Linked DNA regions of Sus scrofa: regions 1 and 3 are each linked to region 2. The links are chromatin contacts, called in public Hi-C and HiChIP or PLAC-seq maps. All regions are on one chromosome and are shown on one strand. Each heading gives the region's core, a stretch centred on a gene start, on an enhancer-like site or on the middle of the called end of the contact. The rest is flanking DNA. Distances are from core to core; before and after follow the strand shown.

Region 1 (4,756 bases), core at 1,601-4,100, 100 kb after region 2:
AGGGAGGCGAAGCCAGGGCCTATCCAGGTGACAGTGCCTGTTCATCATAATGCAGGTTCATTGGTAAAAATGCAAATGACTCATTTCACTTCATCCCTCTGACAGACTGCTGGTAGCAGTAACTGGCTGCTCCCTACACCTGTCATCACTGCCGCACTGCTCACTTTGTGTAAAGGGCCTGCCACACTTCAGGTGTATATATAGCAACCATCATTACAGCCGCCTAGTGGAAACTTGATCATTCACTGCCCCCTAGTGGACTTGGAGTGAACAGGCATATATGGCTGTGTTCCTTTGATTTAGGTTCTAAGCAAATTCGAGTTGCCTTTTGTTTCAGGAAGAGTTTTGGGGGTCTGCTGCTTTAATCGTCATTGCTCGTGGCTGTGGTTCTTAATTAACAACACTTTAATGAGATAAAATGTCAATCGTGGGTGGCTCTTTATGGAGCTATATTTGAATGTTCAAAAGTCAACATTTTCAAACAGTAATGAGTCTTCATCTGATGCTCATTTTAAAAATCGAATTTTATTTAGGCTGAAAAAAAACTTAAAATGAAGGTAGCCTTAAAGAGTTCATGTTGCCATCTAGCAAAGTGATGAGTTGTGCTCCAGAGGGAAATAAGTTCAGAAGCATTGGCTGTGCCTGTCTCACCTAACATCGCCTCACCATCCTTCATCGGCTTTCAGAGTCTTCACAGTTTGGAATCAGGGATGAGCATAAGGGAAGCTACACTGGCAACATGGCGACAAAAGCAAGGGAAACTCAGTTCATCATCATCATATCACAAAGGCTGTCTCCACGAGCGACTTTCCTTGGGCTTCTTCTTTTGTTGCATCTAGCCCAGGCTTGTGCACTTGAAGATCATTTGATAATATTCATCAGTGTTATGTTCAGCATGCTAACCGGTTTCTTAAGAAGGGCAGTAATCTCCTTTTATACCCTTCTGAGCTATTTGCTCTTAACAAGAACTTGAAAGATTTGTAATCATCTCAAGAGTTCAGCGACTTCATTGCTCTGACCTCTTGGCATATCTGCTGCTAGAATATTATTGATACTAGAATAACTCCCTTTCCATCATCATAAAGACTCTTGCCATAAAGATCTCCATCAATAAAGTCAAGGTCAACTGTGTCCAAAGGCATCCTTTGTGTGTGTGGATTAGCTTTGCATCCAGGCGTCTAGAATGATGCTAATTAGATGCCATCCCTGAGAGAACTAAAAAATAGCCCTTCAAATCATTTTCTGTGCTTAGTGGTACAGATGAGGAAACTGGGAAGAGATGGTTGCATAAGTGCTATTTTGGAGTTCCCACGGTGGTGCAGCAGACTAAGGATTGGCATTGTCTGTGCAGCAGTGGCTCAGGCCACTGTGCAGTAGGTTAAGGATCTGGTGTTGCCGCAGCTGTGGCATAGGTTGCAGCTGTGTCTTGGATTTGATCCCTGGCCCCAAGAACTTCCATATGCTGCAGTTGCAGCAAAAAGAAAAAAAGAAAAAAAAAAAGCGGTACGTGGATGAGATTGGCATGGAGGTAATGCTATATTCCACCCCCCCACCCAGGACATCCCTGTTCATTTAAGTATTTCAGGCTGATTATAGGGTAGATGTAGTGCTGATAATTGGGAACTTCCAAGAGAGAAAAATGTTGGTGGAATAGCTTCGGTGTATCAGCCTAGAGAAGAACTCAAATTTTTCCATTTCTGTGTAGATCAGAAACCGCAGTAGCTGAAGTACTTCAGAGTTTTTCTTAAGCAAACTGTAGTTTTCCGTGGAATGTCACAGGAAGTGCTGCTGGTGATTCATCAGGTTAAACTTTTCCTCCTTAGCAAAAAATGAAGCTGCTGTCCAGTGTGGAGGTCCAGTGTGGAGGTCCAGAGAGTTCTGGGGTGGAGGGGTAGGGGAAGGGGAAGTGGGGAGGAGGAAGCAGCCTTGTTTACTGACCAGTCAGAACATTCCAGCTGTGACCTTGAATGGCTTCTCAGAACACAGTGAAAGCTTCAACCCATGGAAACTTTCAATCCAATAATAAAAATTAAATAGGCTTGGGAGTTCCTGTTGTGGCTCAGCGGGTTACCAACCCAACTATTATCCATGAGGATCTGGTTCCAACCCTGGCCTTCCTCAGTAGGTTATGGATCCTGAATTGCTGTGAGCTGTGGTGGAGGTCACAGAAGAGGCTCGTATCCCATGTTGCTGTGGCTGTGGTGTGGGCCAGCGCCTACAGCTTGGATTAGACCCATAGCCTGGGGACTTCCATATGCTGCAGGTTTGGCCCTAAAAAGCAATAAAAAGAAGAAGAAGTAGGCTTGGGGTATAACTCATTGGAGAAAAATAGGTCAATAGAACTGCCTCCCTATAAGTCCCCATTCCAGCCCAGTGAAGCTCTGTGGCTGCCTGTTGCATGAAAGTTGGGCAAAACGCTCATCAAGTGCCTGAGCTAGTTTAAGTCAGTCAGTCAGCATGTCTCATAGACCTCGAGGCCCCAGAACTGAGTGGTCCTCTGTCTACCCCTGGCCTCCTCAGCCAGCATCTTTGAGCTGTCATCTCTAAAGAGCTACTAGGGCCAGGACTGAATTAAATGCTAGGGACAGGAATAAGGAAAAACAGAGTGGAGTTGTAGGCAGAAGCTAAGAGTATTCTTTCGTCCATCTTGGAAATTTGACAACCTAACTAGAAAAATCAAGACAAAATACATGGGAAAAGTTTTAAAAGTGCATATAAAGAAGGCAAATAGAACACAACCAATATTTCTGCTTTCTGACCTCATCCCAGTGCTTCCTCCTACTAAGAGCACCTTCCCTCGTACACAAGGGAGGTGGGGGAAGTGATACAGCAAGCAGACCTGCACAGGGAGAGCCCCATCCAGCTGGCTGTCATTCAGCTGAGACGCTGGCTTTCCTTGAGGCTGCACGCACGCCATGCTGCCGCATCCTCTCCAGCTGATCTCCGGCCAAGCGGCCTCATTGGTGGTACCGAGCATGTTTTATGTAAGAGTTTCAAAGCTGCTGCTGCTGCTGCTGCTGCTGCTGCTTCTGCAGTAACTATAACCTGGCCTTTCATGTCTCGGTCTAGACAGATGCAGGATTGAATAAAGAATCCCTCCAAGCCCTGTGTCACATTGGCCATCTGGAACGTAGCCGGCCACTCATTTAGCAAATCGCTCTTTTTAAATGCAGCTGCTGTGTCTCAGCGTTTTTGCTACCAAGACAGATCGCATGATTCTTCTGCCTTCGTTTATCTAAGCCGTTCCTCTCAATCTGCCCAGGAACTTAAAAAGGCTGTTAATGCATGACAAGGCACTTGACCCGCGTGATTTCCAAGCCCAGGAGGAGCATTCATCTTGCGCTGGGCTGTCCTTTCCTCAAAAGCAAGGGCACCTTGCCTGTGCTCCCTGTCTTAATGAAAGCCGCCTTTATTAAGAATCCCATTAAGCTCCGCAGTGCTCAGCTATCCAGCACTGTAAATATTACCCTTTAGAAATGCATCCAGAGGCCCGGAGCAGGCAGCTGGCCCGGCAGCAAGTCGGGAGGTGACCTCAGACCTCTGATCTCCATGGACAGAAGGGTGTTGTTTGACAGCTTGGTGCCTCTCTCCTTTTGGAAAGATGGATTGCAATCATTAGCAGATAATGTCAACAAAGCCCCTGAGATGATTTGAATTAGAGTTGGAAGCAAAATGATTTCAGACTAGCAATGAGTGCTCAGGTGTTTTTGTTTTTGTTTTTGTTTTTACCTTGGTTTTTTTTTTTTTTTCCAAAGGACAAGAAAAAAGGGGACCACCCAGGCTAAGCAGTTTATTGTCAGGATGTCACTGGTCGCTGCGGCCTGTCCTGATTATCATCTGCTATTTATCAGGCAAATAATCCTGGAGTGACCACTGGTTTCATCATCTACTTAACTCAATTGGGGTCATAGTATCTTAAATCTGGAAGTCAGAAGCAAAAGAAGTGAGTGTTTATTAAATAAAGACCATATGCTCTGCCCTTAGCTACACCCACTGGAAAAGAAAAAAAAAAATAGTAAAAATGATCTTTGCCATTGAATTCTGTAGGAGACAAAAAGAAACAGAGTATTTAAAATGTAGCAGAGGGCAGTTATCAGACTTCCTGGGTTCAAATCCCAGATGCAGTTTTGGGCACATTTACCTTTTGAAACTCAGTTTTCTCATCTGCAAAACGAGGTGAACGTTTATCTCTTGGAGTTATTTTCAAGAGAGAGTGAATCAATTTTGTCCACTGTAAGAATTCAGCAAACCCTACTAATGGTAGTCAAAGGAAGCACATTCTTGACTATGAGGGGATTCGCAGAGGGAATACAGAACATTTTGGACTGGGGAAAGCAAGGCAGTCTTTATGACTTAGCTAGACCCTGAAGGAAATCTAAACTCTGGGTAGAGGAAGGGAGCTGATGTGAGCAAGAGAGATGGGGGCAGAGTAGGAGTGGGGCAGCTGAGTGGACCAGAGGGAAGAGCTCCCATTTGGGGCGTAGGCGTGGAAAGGTCGAGGGGCCCCACTGATGAAGGATCTTGAAATCCAGCTAAAGGGTTTTTACCTGATCTAACTGGAAGCAGGGAACCACCGTGATTTCTTTAGCAGGAAAGCAGCAGAAGAAGGGCCGTGGGTGAGGTTAGAAAGATTTGCCTGATGCCAGGGAATGGGGTGGTTAGCTGGAGAAATCGGGGCTGAGAGACAGGGTCCAAGCCAGGCACTGTTCTAGGCCTGCATGAAGGGTACAGTGAAGGTGGCCCCAGGGGGCTAGGA
Region 2 (4,557 bases), core at 900-3,399:
AGACTAAAAATATCTTAACTAGTCTTGAATATGCTTGCCTGGTTAATACTTTGATAATGAAAAAGAAATAGCACATGAAAATATCTCAGTGGCTCTCCACTGATTAGCAATGGCTGGCCTTACAATGAATGCTGTGTTTTTCTGCTGCAGCAGCGTTGATCCTTAACCCACTGAGTGAGATCAGGGAAAGAATTCACACTCTCACAGACACTGTGCTGACCCACTGAGCTACAACAGGAGCTCCAGATTTTGAATTCTTAGACAACTCAGAGAGCCTGTCAATCTGTTCCAACTTTTCCTGGTCTCATTCCTTAGAAAACTCACCCTCTCACCTCATTGCCTGCTTTGTCCATACAGCATTTTCTACTCCTCCCCAAATAGACCATACTTTCTCTCTTTGCACAGGTTGGTCTAGAATCTTCTCTCCCAACATATTGATGGTGCTTCTACCCTGTATCCAGTCCATCCCATTTATCATCACCTCTGAGAACCCATCCTGGGGCCTCCTAGGTAGAACTAACCACTCCCTTGACCTTGCTCTCGTAGTGCTTAGCCCATACCTCTGCTATAGCTCTCATCTTAATTGGGTGTTTTTTTGTTCCTCAGAGCTTAAGATGGTGCCTGGTGGGCAGCAGTGACTATGTCAGTGTCTGGAGTGAGAATGAACACCTGAGTAGGTTGTGATGGGTCTGCTCCTGGTGTCACCTCTGTCCTTGTGAACACAGCCCTGGCCTCTGGGTCTCACCCACAGCCTCCGCCCACCCCACACCTACCCTCTGTGCAGTCATCCTCAGGCTTTGTTCTGTGAAAGAATCCCCTTGGATGCTTATTTCACAGGCAGACTCCCCCTTCTTGCCCCAAAAGATGGATTCAGTATCAACGCAGGCTGGGCACGTTAGATTTGGATAGAAAGACTCAGCCATGGGGATGGATCCTGGGGCAAAGGGACCCATGGCTGGAGAAGGCAGTGAGTGGAGCTCATTTATTATTTGAGTTTTGATGAGATGTAACAGAAAAACTGCTTCATTGCATGTGATTAAACCTATGCAGGGTCTGGGTGGGGCACACAAAGGCAAATTAAAGATATTCTTTAAGTTCTACTCAACTTTTAGGATCTAGCTTGGAGTCAGTCCTAAATGACAGTACTTGAGGAAGCCTCCCCAGCTCCTCAGCGCTGGGCTGACTCCCCTCCCATAGATCCAGGTGTATCCTCAGCGTTGACATCTATTCGGTGCATTAGAATCGCTGGAAGGCTCGTCCATCCCTCTATGAGCTGGGAAGTTAGGCAAGGCAGGACTTGTGTTTATTCATTCTACTCTTCTCAGAATTTAGCTTACTGTCTGTCTCCTAGTGGATTTTTGGACATAGTTTTTTAATTAAATCGAATAGGAAAAGCCCTCCTTTCATACCAAGGAGACCGGGCACGTCAGTTTGTCCACGGAATGGGCCACAGTTGCCTCTCAGATAACCACAGAGTGAACACATGACCGTGTTCCAGGACTCCAGGGGCTCAGCTTCGGTGGAGGGGGAGCACCGCTGGGTCCCTTCTGTCCCCACGCTGGGCACACTACGCCTGTGGTCCACCGTGCAGGAGAAGCAAGCAGAGCAAAGTGATGAAATCTACGCGGGATTTACGAAGCCATTCTGGAAAAGTGACACCATAATCGGTGGGATTTCTGCCTGGAGGGGAAGCCAGGGGAAGGAGCCGTGCGAGGAAAGGCTGAGAGGGGGAGAAATGCAGGGACTAGTCTGGAGGCAAAAGAGCAGAAAGCAGGGGCTAGGAGGCAGTGGTTGGCGACTGACTCCCACTTGGGGCGGGGCGTGGGAGTGGAGAGCAGAGGTCCGCAGGGCCCAGACGACGCCCGGACCTGGGGCGGGGGCTGCGGGGAGAGGGACGCGCGCCTCCCTCCAACCCGTGCGCGGAGGTGCGGGGTCTGTAGTTGCGGCGCGCCCTCGTTCCCACCTCAGGCCAGACCTGCCACCCCGGGAGGACCACCACCCGCCCGGGCAACGTCCCCCAGGCAGGGTCCCCTCCACCGCCGCCCCTGGCAGTATCCAGGCCGGGGCGGGCCCAGCCCAGGCGCGGAGCGGCGGACCCCAGAGGGATGAGTAACCCTGGGCTGCGCGCGGGCGCGGCCCGGCGGGCGCGTGCCAAACCCCGAGATGCCGTAACGCACCCGGAGCGTCTGGGGTCTTGCCCGGGGGCCGGAAGGGGCGCGGCTGCGGATAAAAGGGCCGCGCTGGGTCGGGACCGCTTTCTTCCCGCGCTGCCGGCCGCGCTTCACTCCTCCGCCGGGCGGGCGGCCGACCCTCTCCCGAACCCTCGACAGAGGCCAGGAGCGCGGGCCGGGCCATGGCGGGGGCGGCGGGCGCGCCGGCGGCCAGGCCGAGCCTGAGCTCCATCTCGTCAGGGGAGCTGCGCAGCCTGTGGACGTGCGACTGCGAGCTGGCCCTGCTGCCGCTGGCCCAGCTCCTGCGCCTGCAGCCCGGCGCCTTCCAGCTGCGCGCCGACCAGCTCGTGGTGCCCGGCCCCGCGGGGCCTGCGGCCGCACGCGGCGGCTTCAACGTCTTCGGCGACGGCCTCGTGCGCTTCGACGGGCAACTCTACCACCTCAGCAGCTACATGAGGAGGTGGGTGGCCTCGCCGCGCCCCCACCCCGGCCTGCCGCCTGGACCCCGCTGCCGGTCCCTGTCCCCTGGCCTCCCTTCCCAAGATCCAGCCCGGACCTTCCTTCGTCACACTTGTAGATTTTTCTCGTTGCTAACATCGGCGGAGGTGCAGTGCTCCCCCTGGCCTGGCTTTTCCTGCCCTTTGCACTGGCGTTTTGCAGCTGTCCAGGCCGCCCAGAAGGGCATCAGGGCAGGCGTGTCGGGGCAGGGGGAGCGGGAACTGGTGTGATTCTCCCTTTCTGGCTCCTTCACTGGGTCAGATGAGCTCCAGTTGGGGCACACCCTTTGGGGGATGTTTGCCAAGGAGAGGCTCATGCCCTGGCTTTAGACTGGAGGGCAGGGGAAGCTCACGCCCTGGCTTTAGACTTGCGTGCGGTACAGGCTTTACCCAGCAAGGAGACTCAGTGGAGAAGCGTGCAAAAGTTTAAAGTTTCCCATCTTCGGCCTTGCTCAGTTTTCAGTGCCTGGGAAGGGACCAAAGCCCTGTGAAGTCCAACCTAAGGTGGTGTGGGCCCTCGAGTGGGCAGTTAAGTTCTGGAAAAATACGTGCAATGAGTTTAGCTTCCAGGATCCCGGCGCAGAGCTTGGGCCAAACCTAACTCGATAAAGGGTCACAGGATGCTGAACCGTGGTGGCCAAAGTGCCAGAAGCACTTCCTAGCAGACCTGAAGCCAGCAGGGCTGTAATCTGAAGCAGGCTTTGATGGGGTAAAGGAGGAGGGAGCTGCATGCTGGATTCTGCAGGGCCTGTAGCTATCAGAGGTCACCCAGTGTGGGAGCTGGAGGGGGGTTATATTTGTGTGGCAGAGCTGAGTGGCAGGAAGCGGGCAGCGCAGTCTAGAGTTTGATTCAGACATGAGTAAGCTGGCCAGCTAGTAAGATAGAAAGCCCCTTTGCTCTGGGGAAGGACAGAGCTGTGGCACCATATGGGTGGGATGGAGCCAAGAGGGGCAGCAAACAAAATGAGATATTTCAAATGCTTTCTTCAAAGCGGCTTGGAAAAACCTTGCTTTTCCGCACAAAGACAGTGAGGGCTTTGAGTGTCTGAAAAACCATTCCCCAGCAAGAATTCCTCCCTTTCTTAGTAACTTGAAAATACCAAGTCAAGCAGGGGACCGTGGGAGGAACTGAGTTAGAAATCAGATTTGCAAAGATTTAAAAAGAAGATAACCATTGAATTCGAGAACAGAGTATGAAAAATAAAAGGGTTCAGAATTAATTGGAGCCGTAAATTAGGCCTTTGATGGAGCCAGCTCCCCCAGTCTCAGCAAACAGTGCTGCAAAACCATAAAATGATTTTGAAGTCCGGTTGTTAAATTCCTGCTCTGAACACCTCCTACACAAAAGAAAATTAAATAGCAGTGGTCCTCTGGCAGTTTAGAATCCAGAATAAACAATGACCAGGTGATACAGACCAGGGTACAAGCAGGAATTGGCAAATATTGTCTAAGTTCACATTGTCTAAGCAGTTGTGTGAGAGCTTTTGTACCTGGGGAATAAATAGCAAGGCACAGCTGAGAATAATTGGGGAGATGGAGGGGCAACCTGTCTTTCTCTCAGGGGACATGCTATGGCAGGGAGAGCAGCCTCTTGTAACTGGGTGTGCTGTCTGGAGAATGACTCAAAGGGAACCTGGTGGGAGTCGCCTAGAAGGACTCAGATGTGATGTGGACAGCAGTGAGAGGTTCTGCCACAGTGGATCCCGAGTGGGGCACATTATAGGAGTTCAGATGTCTGAAGTCACTGCGCCTCAAATGGGGCAGATTTACTCGCTTATCTTTGGTTTGGAGATGGCACACAACTTCTCTCAGGATAGTGCTCTAGAGCAGTAATTCATTTCTTCCTCTCCTTCCTTCCTTCCTTCCTTCAGTAAACTCTAGCCAGTTTC
Region 3 (4,288 bases), core at 390-2,889, 71 kb before region 2:
TCTGAGTGGACAGAAATCTCGTGGATAATTGGAGTAATAAATAATCCCCAAATGATAGCTTAGTCAGTAATTAGAGCTCTGGTCTGACCAAGTCCTGTGTGGACTCAGTTAAAGAGAAGCAAATGGCTTTTTCTGCCCACTTCATGATAAGGGTTGTTAATAAGCCTGAAAATGGCCAGAAGACCCAGAACAAAAAGTAGGAGAAATGAAAGGCCTTTTAAAAATGTACCAATTGAACAACCAAACCTGAGAACATCACTTAGCCAGTCTGTAGAGGGAACTGTGATTCATAAAAAAAAATTTAACAGCGTAACTGCCAAATCAACAATCATTTATGCACGAAACATTTAATGAGCACCTGCTATGTCTAGGCCCTATGCTAGCTGCTGGGTGTGCCAGAGAAAATAAGTCAAGACAGAATGCCTGTCCTGAAGGAAATTACAATTATAATCTAGGTGTGGGAGATGGAGACAAAAATGAATACATAAAACAATAAGTGAAACAACTGTGAGTTGTATCTGGGGCTTTGAAGGACCCCAAAAGTCTGAAACACAACAACCGTGGGCAAGTGTAAGGGAGAGGGAGCGCTCCCCTAGGGCCCAAGGGAAGGGAAAGGTGGGCTACAGCCTGAGCATGGTGAACGGCAGGACTGGGAGGGCAAGAAAGTTGTGGAGGAGGGACCTCAAACATTCCAGGCGGAGGGTGCAGCATGTGCAAAGTCCTGGGGCTGCAGCTGTACATGTTTGAGCAGCCGAATAGAGAGCACTCTGAGACTAGGTGGGGGCTGTGGGAAAGTGGCATAAAATGAGGGAGAAAAAAAGAGGCCAAACTGAGCAGGCCCTGGGCCATGGTGAGAATTTTGTCTTTTATTCTCATTTCAGCTTCTCACTGCTGCCTGGCCTTTCTGTTTAAAAGGGCCCAACTCCAGCTTCATCCAGGATACTCTGGAACTTTTACAGATGGCCTCCCTCCAGCCTCCCCCTGAGTGGGTGGCCGTCTGCTCCAGGCTGAGCCCAGCCCAGTGGGGCCTTCAACCGCTTCACCTCCTCCAACCTCGGCACCAGACACGCTGCAGGGCTTCCGGCCACATTAAAGGCCGGAGCCAGGCTTGTGGGGAAGTGGACCTGATCATGGCTGCTGGAGGTTTCCATCCTCTGACCTGGAGGAGCAGAGTCAGCCCACTGCTGCCAGAGAGCCAGCATCAGGGGGAGTAACCTACTGGGGAAACTGGTCAGGGAACAGAACGACCTGGTGCGCAGCCGTTTGGGGCTGAAACTGCCTGCCCCGGGTGCCAGCGAGGGGGTGGGGTCAATGCCGCTTGTGACCGGGCCAGCCTGACCCACTCTCTGACACCAGCAGGCAGTAGCCAAGCTCTGCCCCAAGGAGCAGTGACAGAGCAGTCGAAACAGTCTTTGTCACACAAGCCGCATCGCTTCCAACAGACGACGCCAGCCACCGGGCAGCCGCGGTGGCTCCATCAGCAGCTCCTTCCACCGGTTTCCTCTCCCACCCAGCTAATTCCCCCGAGACCCCAGCCTGAGGACTGATGTGTCACGAGAACCAACCCCCAGGGACGTCTGCAGAGTGGGCTGCGTGGAGCCAAGGCTGGAGTCCAAGGCCCTGTTTCCTAGTGGGTCCGTTGCCCAGTGGTTAACCTGACGTCAGCAGAAATTCTCTGCGGAGGTCCTGGGCTGCACTAGCACGCACCACTGGATTCAGAATCACCAGGAGTGGGTCTGCACTGTCAGGCTTTCATGAGAGCCCCACCCAGCTGTAAAGGTACAGCTGTCACTGTCAAGAAAACTGTAAGTAGCTTTAATATACAGTTTCATTTGCTTGACTAACAGCCGGGCGCAGATCATCAAAGAATGGCTTGGGGTGGAGAATTTCATATGAGAATCCAGCTGGGGCTGCCAAGCCATGTATGTGCTAATGTTGCAATTTCCATCCTGCACTTGAGGTCAAGATTAATTCAGTGAAAAATGTTATTTCATAGTGTAGCAGACATCTTCTGAGTTGAAGAGCAGGAGGGATCCAGGAGTTTAGGTGAGGCAGGGGGTGTGTTTTGCTGAATGGTAAAAGGAGGGAATTCTTTGAAAATTCCATGGACAACCATTATTTTCCTTGGCCTCAACATTCAACTCTGCCATCACAGCACAAAAGCAGCCCCAGATGAACCAGATGGTTCATCAATGATGTTGCTAGGTTCTAGTAGAATTTGATTTGTGGACACTTAACACTTGAGTTTCATATGATTTCACGTGTTACAAAATCTTCTTTTTATTTTTTTTCTACCATTTAAAAAATGTAAAAGTAACTCTTAGTTCATAAGCAGTGCAAAAATAACTGGTGGGCTAAATCTGGCTCCCAGGCCATAGTTTTCTGACCCTGCGAATCAAGGATTTCCTCTCTCCATCACCCAGTTTCAACCAAAATCAACTCATGGTAGATCTTGTTTCATCTCGCCCCCTATTCTTTCTCCTTCCCCCGGATTCTTGGAAGCAAGTGGTAATCAACAAATTATTTCATCCGTATTCATATTTCAGTATTGATCTCCAAAAGAAGACTCTAATTTTAGGCGTAAAAGTGCAATATCATGTTCATAACTAAAAATATATATCATAAAATATCCAGTTAGTATTCAGTGTTTCCAGCTGTCTTATCAATGGTCATCATGTTTTGAGTGCCCCCCCTGCCCCCCAGTTTGTCTGAATCCAGATCTTAACAAGGTTTCTCTATTGCAATTGCTCAATAGGTCTCCTGAGTCTTTCTCTCTTTTTTAAATCAAAGTACTACTTTATTAAATGAGTTATTTTACACAATATGAACATCAATATAATTACAATTGTAAAAAAAATTTTATGACAAGGATGGACTGATTTTCAGATTTCCAAATCAGAGTTAACTGTACATTTACACAGAATGGTCTTTGCATGAGGCCCAAAAGGGAACCCCAGAAAAATGAGTGTTTCTGTAGTCCCTTTATTTTTGCTGATCAACAGTTTGTTAGAAAAGCAGCTGCAGGTTTGTTACCTAAGGTCTGAGACAGAAGGCGAGTCAGAGGTGTCATGAGTTCACCTGTAAACAACTTCCTGCCTGAACATCAACTAATTCTGGAGGAAGTGGAGTCGGGATGCCTGCTGTTAAAGTGCTGCTTGATCCTGAGTCTCTGTGAATCTGCGAGTTCTCTTTCTAACTCTGTTCTGTTTCTCTTTACGAAGTATTTCCTGAAGAAATTGTGGTTTGTTCTGCAGGGTATCCTACAGTCTGCATTCTGCTGGTTGCCTCCCTGAGTTGTGATTGGGCCTGTTGCTTTGTTCTGCGAATTTTCTACAGGGCGATGGTATTTTGTGCCAATTGGAAGTTTAGAGCGAAAGGCTTGATGAGACTCAAGGGTTTTGTTTGTTTCTTTCAGTCTGTTTTCCTGAGACGGGGTGTAATTCTCTTCTTCCTTCGGGAAGGCACAGAACCTGTGGTCGTTTCTCTGTTTCTTCATCAACAGCCATTGACGACTGTTGCCTAGATACAATTCCTTTAAAAAATGATAAGTGGGGAGTTCCCGTCGTGGCGCAGTGGTTAACGAATCCGACTAGGAACCATGAGGTTGCAGGTTCGGTCCCTGCCCTTGCTCAGTGGGTTAACGATCCAGCGTTGCCGTGAGCTGTGGTGTGGGTTGCAGACACAGCTCGGATCCCGCGTTGCTGTGGCTCTGGCGTAGGCCGGTGGCTACAGCTCCGATTGGACCCCTAGCCTGGGAACCTCCATATGCCGTGGGAGCGGCCCAAGAAATAGCAAAAAGACAAAAAAAAAAAAAAAAAAAAAAAAGATAAGTGGGCTTTATTGTTTTTTTGGGGGGAAGAGTTTTTAATTTACAGAGAAAATGAACAGAGAGTACAGAGATTTCCCATAGACTCTCTGCCTGTCGCCCACAGTGTCCCCTATTATTAACGTCCTGCCCTAGTGTTTACCTTTGTCACAACTGATGGACCACTACTGATGCATTCTTATTTAGTCCATAGTTTACATTAAATTTCACTCATGGTTTTGTACATTTCTATGGTTTTGATGAGTGTGCAGTGGTACGTATACACCATACACAACCACGCAGAATAGATTCACTGCCCTAAAAATCCCGTGTCCTGCCTACCCACCCACCCCTGTACCTCTAAGCCCTTGGCAACCATGGTTCCTCTTACAGTCATCACAGTTTTGCCTTTTCCAGAATTTCATGTAGTCAGAAGCATAAAGTGTGTAGCCTTTTCAGATCGCCTTCTTTCACTTAACATGC

What was found. Hi-C and Micro-C count contacts between places; a contact is called where the count stands out from the background. HiChIP or PLAC-seq counts read pairs in DNA pulled down with a chosen protein or histone mark.
Region 1: a contact with region 2 is called in a Hi-C map of fetal skeletal muscle, with 2.7 times the contacts expected there. The contact joins the enhancer-like site here to the promoter of MEDAG in region 2. A contact is called at or near these places in 10 of 47 Hi-C or Micro-C datasets (embryonic fibroblasts, epiblast stem cells, fetal skeletal muscle and 5 more) and 1 of 2 datasets of contacts at active chromatin or transcription factors (skeletal muscle).
Region 3: a contact with region 2 is called in an H3K27ac HiChIP or PLAC-seq map of skeletal muscle. The contact joins the enhancer-like site here to the promoter of MEDAG in region 2. A contact is called at or near these places in 9 of 47 Hi-C or Micro-C datasets (embryonic fibroblasts, epiblast stem cells, fetal skeletal muscle and 5 more) and 1 of 2 datasets of contacts at active chromatin or transcription factors (skeletal muscle).

What each region holds. Positions count from the first base shown.
Region 1 is chr11:7,643,286-7,648,041 of Sscrofa11.1, forward strand. The region is part of intron 9 of LOC102159067; the gene reads left to right. Among named protein-coding and RNA genes, the nearest start is that of TEX26, 74 kb to the left of the region's middle. Within about 2 kb of position 2,851, at least 16 of the 83 cell types and tissues checked have an H3K27ac peak or open chromatin away from gene starts, as enhancers often do. A contact at or near this core is called in fetal skeletal muscle and retroperitoneal adipose tissue, where this site is marked.
Region 2 is chr11:7,543,251-7,547,807 of Sscrofa11.1, forward strand. MEDAG (mesenteric estrogen-dependent adipogenesis protein) reads left to right here and starts at 2,150. Exons shown (of 5, transcript XM_013980428.2): 1 at 2,150-2,631. The coding sequence starts at 2,354.
Region 3 is chr11:7,473,037-7,477,324 of Sscrofa11.1, forward strand. No RefSeq gene overlaps it. Among named protein-coding and RNA genes, the nearest start is that of ALOX5AP, 64 kb to the left of the region's middle. Within about 2 kb of position 1,640, at least 17 of the 83 cell types and tissues checked have an H3K27ac peak or open chromatin away from gene starts, as enhancers often do. A contact at or near this core is called in fetal skeletal muscle, mesenteric adipose tissue and skeletal muscle, where this site is marked.